2 separate regions of the Bombyx mori genome follow, and region 2 is linked to region 1. The links are chromatin contacts, called in public Hi-C maps. All regions are on one chromosome and are shown on one strand. The core of a region is the stretch at or near the end of the contact, and the rest is flanking DNA. Distances in the headings are between cores, read along the strand shown. Region 1 overlaps LOC101743885 (echinoderm microtubule-associated protein-like 2). Region 2 holds the start of LOC101743885 (echinoderm microtubule-associated protein-like 2).

Region 1 (3,053 bases), core at 231-2,730:
TACCAATTTTTCTAATGAAATACGTACTTAACAAATGTTCACGATCGACTTCCACGGTGAAGAAATAACATCGTGTAATAAAAATCAAAGCCACAAAATTATAATTTGCGTAATTATTGGTGGTAGGACTTCATGTGAGTCCGCACAGGAAGGTACCACCGCCCCGCCTATTTTACCGTGAAGCAGTAATGCGTTTCGGCTTGAAGGGTGGGGCAGCCGTTGAAACTATACTGAGACCTTAGAACTTATATCTCAAGGTGGGTGGCGCATTTGCGTTGTAAATGTCTATGGGCTCCAGTAACCACTTAACACCAGGTGGGCTGTGAGCTTGTCTACCCATCTAAGCAATAAAAAAAGCAATTTAACGAACCCCGACAAAGCATTAAAAATTACTAGTGCATACCTAATTATCGAAATTCCATCGTAATCACGTAGAACATCTAAAGACTTAAATTCTTTTTAAATATATTGCATAATATCTTTGGCCTTTTAGTCATTGTTAAGAAAACAAAACTGCCTCTAAAATTTTTATTGGCAACATTAAAACTTATCAATATGTATTGAACAAAGGAAAAAGAATCGGTTGACAAACAAAGGGGTACTTACTTGGTACTTTATTATCTTTGTCTATTTATTAAAATTACGTGGTTGTAATGTATTATAGATTTCAATGCGACCATTTTTAGGACAATATTCTTTTGTATTTCTGATCTAAAAGACTCTGTCTAGAGATCGAGACCACGAGATAAGTAAATCATTATCTTCGTCGTATTTTGATGTGTGTGTTTTACTGGTGGTAGGACGTCTTGTGAGTCCGCACGTGTGGGTACCACCACTCTTATCTATTTCTGCCGTGAAACAGTAATGCGTTTCGATTTGAAGGGCCGGGCAGACGTTGTACTGTAAAAATTGAAACCTTAGAACTCATGTCTCAAAGTAGGTGGCGGCATTTACGTTGTAGATGTCTATGGGCTCCGGTGACCACTTAACATTTGGTGGGCCGTGAGCTCGTCCACCTACGCTTTTTTTGTACAATAAAATAATTTTTGTTTAAACTATTTTTAATGCAAATTTATTAAAATTTATTTTCTATTTTTTATGTTGGATTTTCTATAAATGCGATTTATTAGTTTTTTTAACTATTATTTATTTTTCATTTTTTAGTTGAATTTCAATTTTTTCAATATACATTTTTTAATTTCTTTTTTAATATTGAATTGTCATCGATCATTAATAAGTATACCAAAATTTCGAGTTAATCCAACGTTTTGAAGGTGGTCAAAATCATGTTCAAAGATTCCGTTACAAACATACATACGTCTGAAGCTAATAAAAGCGTATTAAAAATTTAAAAAAATCTAATTAAAAATAAATCGATTTCAGATGAAATGCTAGAAGGCGAAGGGGCGGGTCTAGCAGCTCGCGTGGCCGAGCTTGAGGTCCGCTGCGCCAGACAGGCTGAAGAACTACTCTGCCTACGGTCCACCCTCGCTGATGCTCTGAGGAGACTCAACGCTTTAGAAGGCAGAGCTCCACCACCCTCCACGGGTACACAGAGAAACGGAACGTATACAGGTGAGATTTGACTACATCGGTGCTTAGTGCGAGTTTTTTAACATTCTCGATAACGTAAAAGTCAACTCATTTTGTATGCAGTTGGAACAGCGCCCCTAACGGCAAACGTAGGCAAACTTTTCAACTCCATACACATTTAAGTTAACTTTTACGTTATCGAAAACGTTAAAATACTCACACTAAGGACACAGGTATGTTTCTTTATTGGCATACGTGTAACGAAGCCCATAAGAGTAAATATTTTGAGAGTTTTATTAATTAATATATATATTTTTAATATAAACGAAAATCGCATTCGAGTTTCCACTAATCACAATAAATTCATAGCTTTCAAATGCGTAAACCGAAATATTATAATCAGATTGTGCGCTTACTCCAATATCGAGGCTTTCTATTAAATTTAATGATCAATTACTTATTACTAGTGGCCCCACAGTAGTCGAAATTCGACTATAATTAATTTAAATTATAAGTATTTAAACATTATTATAGTTCTATTGTCAAACACTATTATACGACTTCTATAATAAAATCTAATCTATAACTGATTTCGCCAAAACTACACCATAGATAAATAATATTAAAGACAAACCATATTAGTCTATTCTCGATTTGACCACAGTCTTTATACAATAACAAAAGTTTCACAATTGACAATAAACAATTTCTGCCGTGAAGCAGTAATGCGTTTCGGTTTGAAGGGTGGGGCAGCCGTTGTAACTATACTGAGACCTTACAGCTTATATCTCAAGGTGGGTGGCGCATTTACGTTGTAGATGTCTATGGGCTGCAGTAACCACTTAACATCAGGTGGGCTGTGAGCTCGTCCACCCATCTAAGCAATATTGTATTTATATGTATGTGTTGTGTCAAATAGATGGTGGTGTGTGTAATGTTTTTTTTTATTGATTTAATGTATTTATTGTGCGTAATTAAAAAAAATTAGCATTCTGCACTTATTCTCTATATTCTCTATAAGTTTGGGAAATTTCATACTCCTCCGTCCGCGCAATTTTCGTAAAAGGGGGTACAAAGTTTTTGCTTCACGTATTAATTACTTACTAGAGGTCCCGCAGTAGTCGAAATTCGACTATAATTAATTGGAATTGTAAGTTTGTACACTATTATGATTGTATTTTATACTTCTATAACCATTAGATTTAGAGGAAGAGGTAGACCTAAGAAGAAATGGATGGATTGTGTGAAAGACGATATGGGTAGGAGGGGAGTGAGCGAAGAAGTGGTATGTGATAGAAGAGTATGGAAGGAGAAAACATGTTGCGCCGACCCCAGGTGACTGGGAGAAGGGCAGGATAATGATGATGATGACACTATTATGATTGTATTTTATACTTCTATAACCACAAATTTCGCCAAGGCTACACTATAAAAATATATTAATAAAGACAAACAATATTTAATCTATTCTCAATTTGACCACAGACGTCAAGAACAAAAGTTTGACATTAAATAGTATG
Region 2 (3,053 bases), core at 367-2,866, 57 kb before region 1:
AATAGACAAAATAAAACAAATCACACAACTTCACTCCTCGCGTTCCCGCCAAAAAGTCCCAGCTATTCAACTTACTGGAATATGTTGCCAGCTTAGAAATTTAGTTATGAAATCATTTGATTTAATAAGGAGAATAAGACTCTTATGAGAAATTCTTTGTAATAGAATTTTCCCGCAATTCTCTGCAATCAATTGGAAAGTTCTATGAATACAAACATTAAGCTAAAAGTTATGACCTATCATAGCACGAGTACGCCCGTTCAACATTCCCTGCCCCGGGCAATATGTTTGATTGTACATGTACATTGTTGCTACAATAAAAGTAAAAGTGATGATCTAAAACATTAAGCTTATGAAAGCTTAGATAATCCGTTCGTTTTCTGATAAAATTAAAGTGAAACCTCCTCTGTGACTGTCGCTAATAGTGCAACAAAAATTGTAATAAAGTGGCTAAAAAGTTATAAAAAAATACATAATAATTTGGCAAAGGAAAATCTGAACATTAAATTGTTTCTATTTCTAAAATTTGAATGTGAATTAATTCCAGAATCTTCTTCTCCGTAACCTTAATTAACGAACATCTTTCTATTATCTATTTTACTTGTTCAATATACCTATTTTCCTTAGATAGGTATTGGTTAGACCATGAAGACCTTACATACTTTTTTCTGTTAAATAACTATATAATTTGTAGGTATGTTCTAGCTTATTAGAATATAATAAGTAGCCTATTAGTAACATTAACACACTTTGTAGAATGTGCATGTTATTATCCGCAACATGCTTCGTCAGATTACAGAAATAAATTACAGAAATAAATCTGTTAAATTAACTAATCTGTAACCTATATTTTTTTAAATTTGTCTTTTTTTATTTTTAAACTGGTCGCTGACAATAGTGGCATCGTAAAAGAACGAATTGCCATTCTGGTTTTTTTTCTACCTAAGTTTGTAACCTAGGGGACTATGCCAGCATAACCGAGCCAGTAGGTTAGCGTTAGCTCACTCACCAGGCTTTAACCTGAGAACGTTGCTAACACTAGCCCTAGCAAGAGGAATTCCTCGCAGAATCTACTACCGGAATAAAGGAAGAAATCTACGGAAACTTCATGAACAAAGAAAGCCATATCTGTCTGATTGAAACCACAACAGTTTTACAATATATTTTATTATATTTTCTTCTGCTTCTTAACTATTTGGGATTCTATAACTGGCCATCTATCTCATATTAATTCTCCTGAGGAATGGTAAGGTTGAATTTGGCAAATCAAGATGCAATATTTTAGTTTCAGGAAAGTATATCTCATTCCCTGTGTTCAATGAAAAATAATAATTTAATGACAACTTAACAAAGTGTAAGTCGGTGCCGTACCTTTACAAATAAAAAAAAAAACCTTAATTACACGACCCATTGCTGCCGTTTTCTACACTTTAAACGAGAAAAACAATTTGAAATATGTAAGAAAGCCATTAATTTGCATTTAAGTTAATTACTACACGATAGTTAACTGTTACCAAATCAATTAATGCCAATAAAACCACTGATTACGTTATTTTTTGGAAATTTTATTTATCTCGTATTTCTCTCTGTCTTCACGCGTTCCATGTTTTCGTGGCGCTAGTAGCGTCATAAACGCCATCGTAAGTGCACGTCTCCATATTGCTCCGCGAATTAACAAAGTATTGTCGTGAATAATTCGTTTTTAATTCTATTCAAACGTATTTCGCATCACTGAAATATTGTGTTTTGAGTGTTCATTGACAAGTGTATAGTGGTGTTCAAGATTTAAACGTGATTTTTGTAACAACAATCTCGTTTTAAACTTGTATTCTCAACGGAAAGCGATCGTGTCGGATTCCGTTGATTCAGTACCATTGATACGGTGAGTCGGGTTTTGCTATGGTATTCTGTTCTTTCATGGTGGAATAACGGTGTCGGCAAACCATTGTTCTAAAGATAACAAAAGTAAGGAACGTAACAGCATTTGCAATTTTTTTTTATCTGTTTTGAAAATACCGTTCACATTGGTAGATTAGCGCGTGAGGCCAACGGTTTTTAGATAAATTTGCATATGTAAATATATTATTTACTCCAAGTTCCTTGATATCTAATTCAAACGATGTCCTTGTTTTTATAAAATAAGCATTGGCATTAACAAGATATTGATTTTAAATTTCATAAATAAAATTCGGTATACATAATAATATTATGTATTAACGATCCACTTTTATTGTATTTTTTTCTTTTCCCTACCTATGCTGATAGCCTTGAGAGGCTATTTCAGCTTCTCCTTGACGTGTAGGTGAGCTCACGGGGCTCAAACCGGGAGTGTTGCTAACACTGTCCCTAGCAAGAGCAGTGCTTCGCAGAATCTACCACCGGATCGGAAACGCAACCCATTGAGAAAATCCGGCGAGAAACTCAGTGGGCTGTGTCTATGGGTTGATTTACTCGTGGAGCCCTTCATGGGTTCAGAGAGGACGGTGACCGGTATTTGAGGTACCTAAAAGCACCGTTAATGGATCGGGAGGATCCGTAATAACGTGAATTTATTGTTAATATTAAGTATTAACATCGTGTTTTTACTACAATAAAATAACGTTCTAATTATTTGTGTACCTAAAAGGAGGTGGGTTATACTCGTACAAGCATCTTCATTTCATTTCATTCCATATGATCGTTTTTCATAAAAATAAGAATATTAATTAAAATAAGACATGACTTAAAGGTCTTAGTGACCAGGTCATAAAATCCCTTTTTTTTCTACCTATTTGTTAAATGTCAAATACTTAAACGACAAGCTGAAGGCCACTTCATTCATACTTCAGTCGAAAATAACGAATCATCATAAAACACAGGAGGCAAGCGTATTTTCTTTGAAAATATAATTTTACAATAATCACAACCAAAGTCATATGTAATACACATCCAATGTTAATTTCACGTATTAGGTATATGACATTTATTACGAATATACTTTTTAAAAGTTATCTAAACATCTTGTTCAACCACAGCTTCTTGTTTTATGTCAGTAGTTCACGTATTATTTTTCC

The links. A called contact is a pair of places that touch in the nucleus more often than the background predicts.
Region 2: a contact with region 1 is called in a Hi-C map of midgut, with 1.7 times the contacts expected there. The contact joins the promoter of LOC101743885 here to the enhancer-like site in region 1. A contact is called at or near these places in 3 of 7 Hi-C or Micro-C datasets (midgut and whole pupa).

What each region holds. Positions count from the first base shown.
Region 1 is chr18:13,511,023-13,514,075 of ASM3026992v2, reverse strand. It overlaps LOC101743885 (echinoderm microtubule-associated protein-like 2), which reads left to right. Exons shown (of 19, transcript XM_038017309.2): 3 at 1,384-1,575. Among protein-coding and RNA genes, the nearest start is that of LOC134200591, 16 kb to the right of the region's middle. Within about 2 kb of position 1,480, at least 3 of the 8 cell types and tissues checked have open chromatin away from gene starts, as enhancers often do.
Region 2 is chr18:13,567,952-13,571,004 of ASM3026992v2, reverse strand. It overlaps LOC101743885 (echinoderm microtubule-associated protein-like 2), which reads left to right and starts at 1,616. Exons shown (of 19, transcript XM_038017309.2): 1 at 1,616-1,882.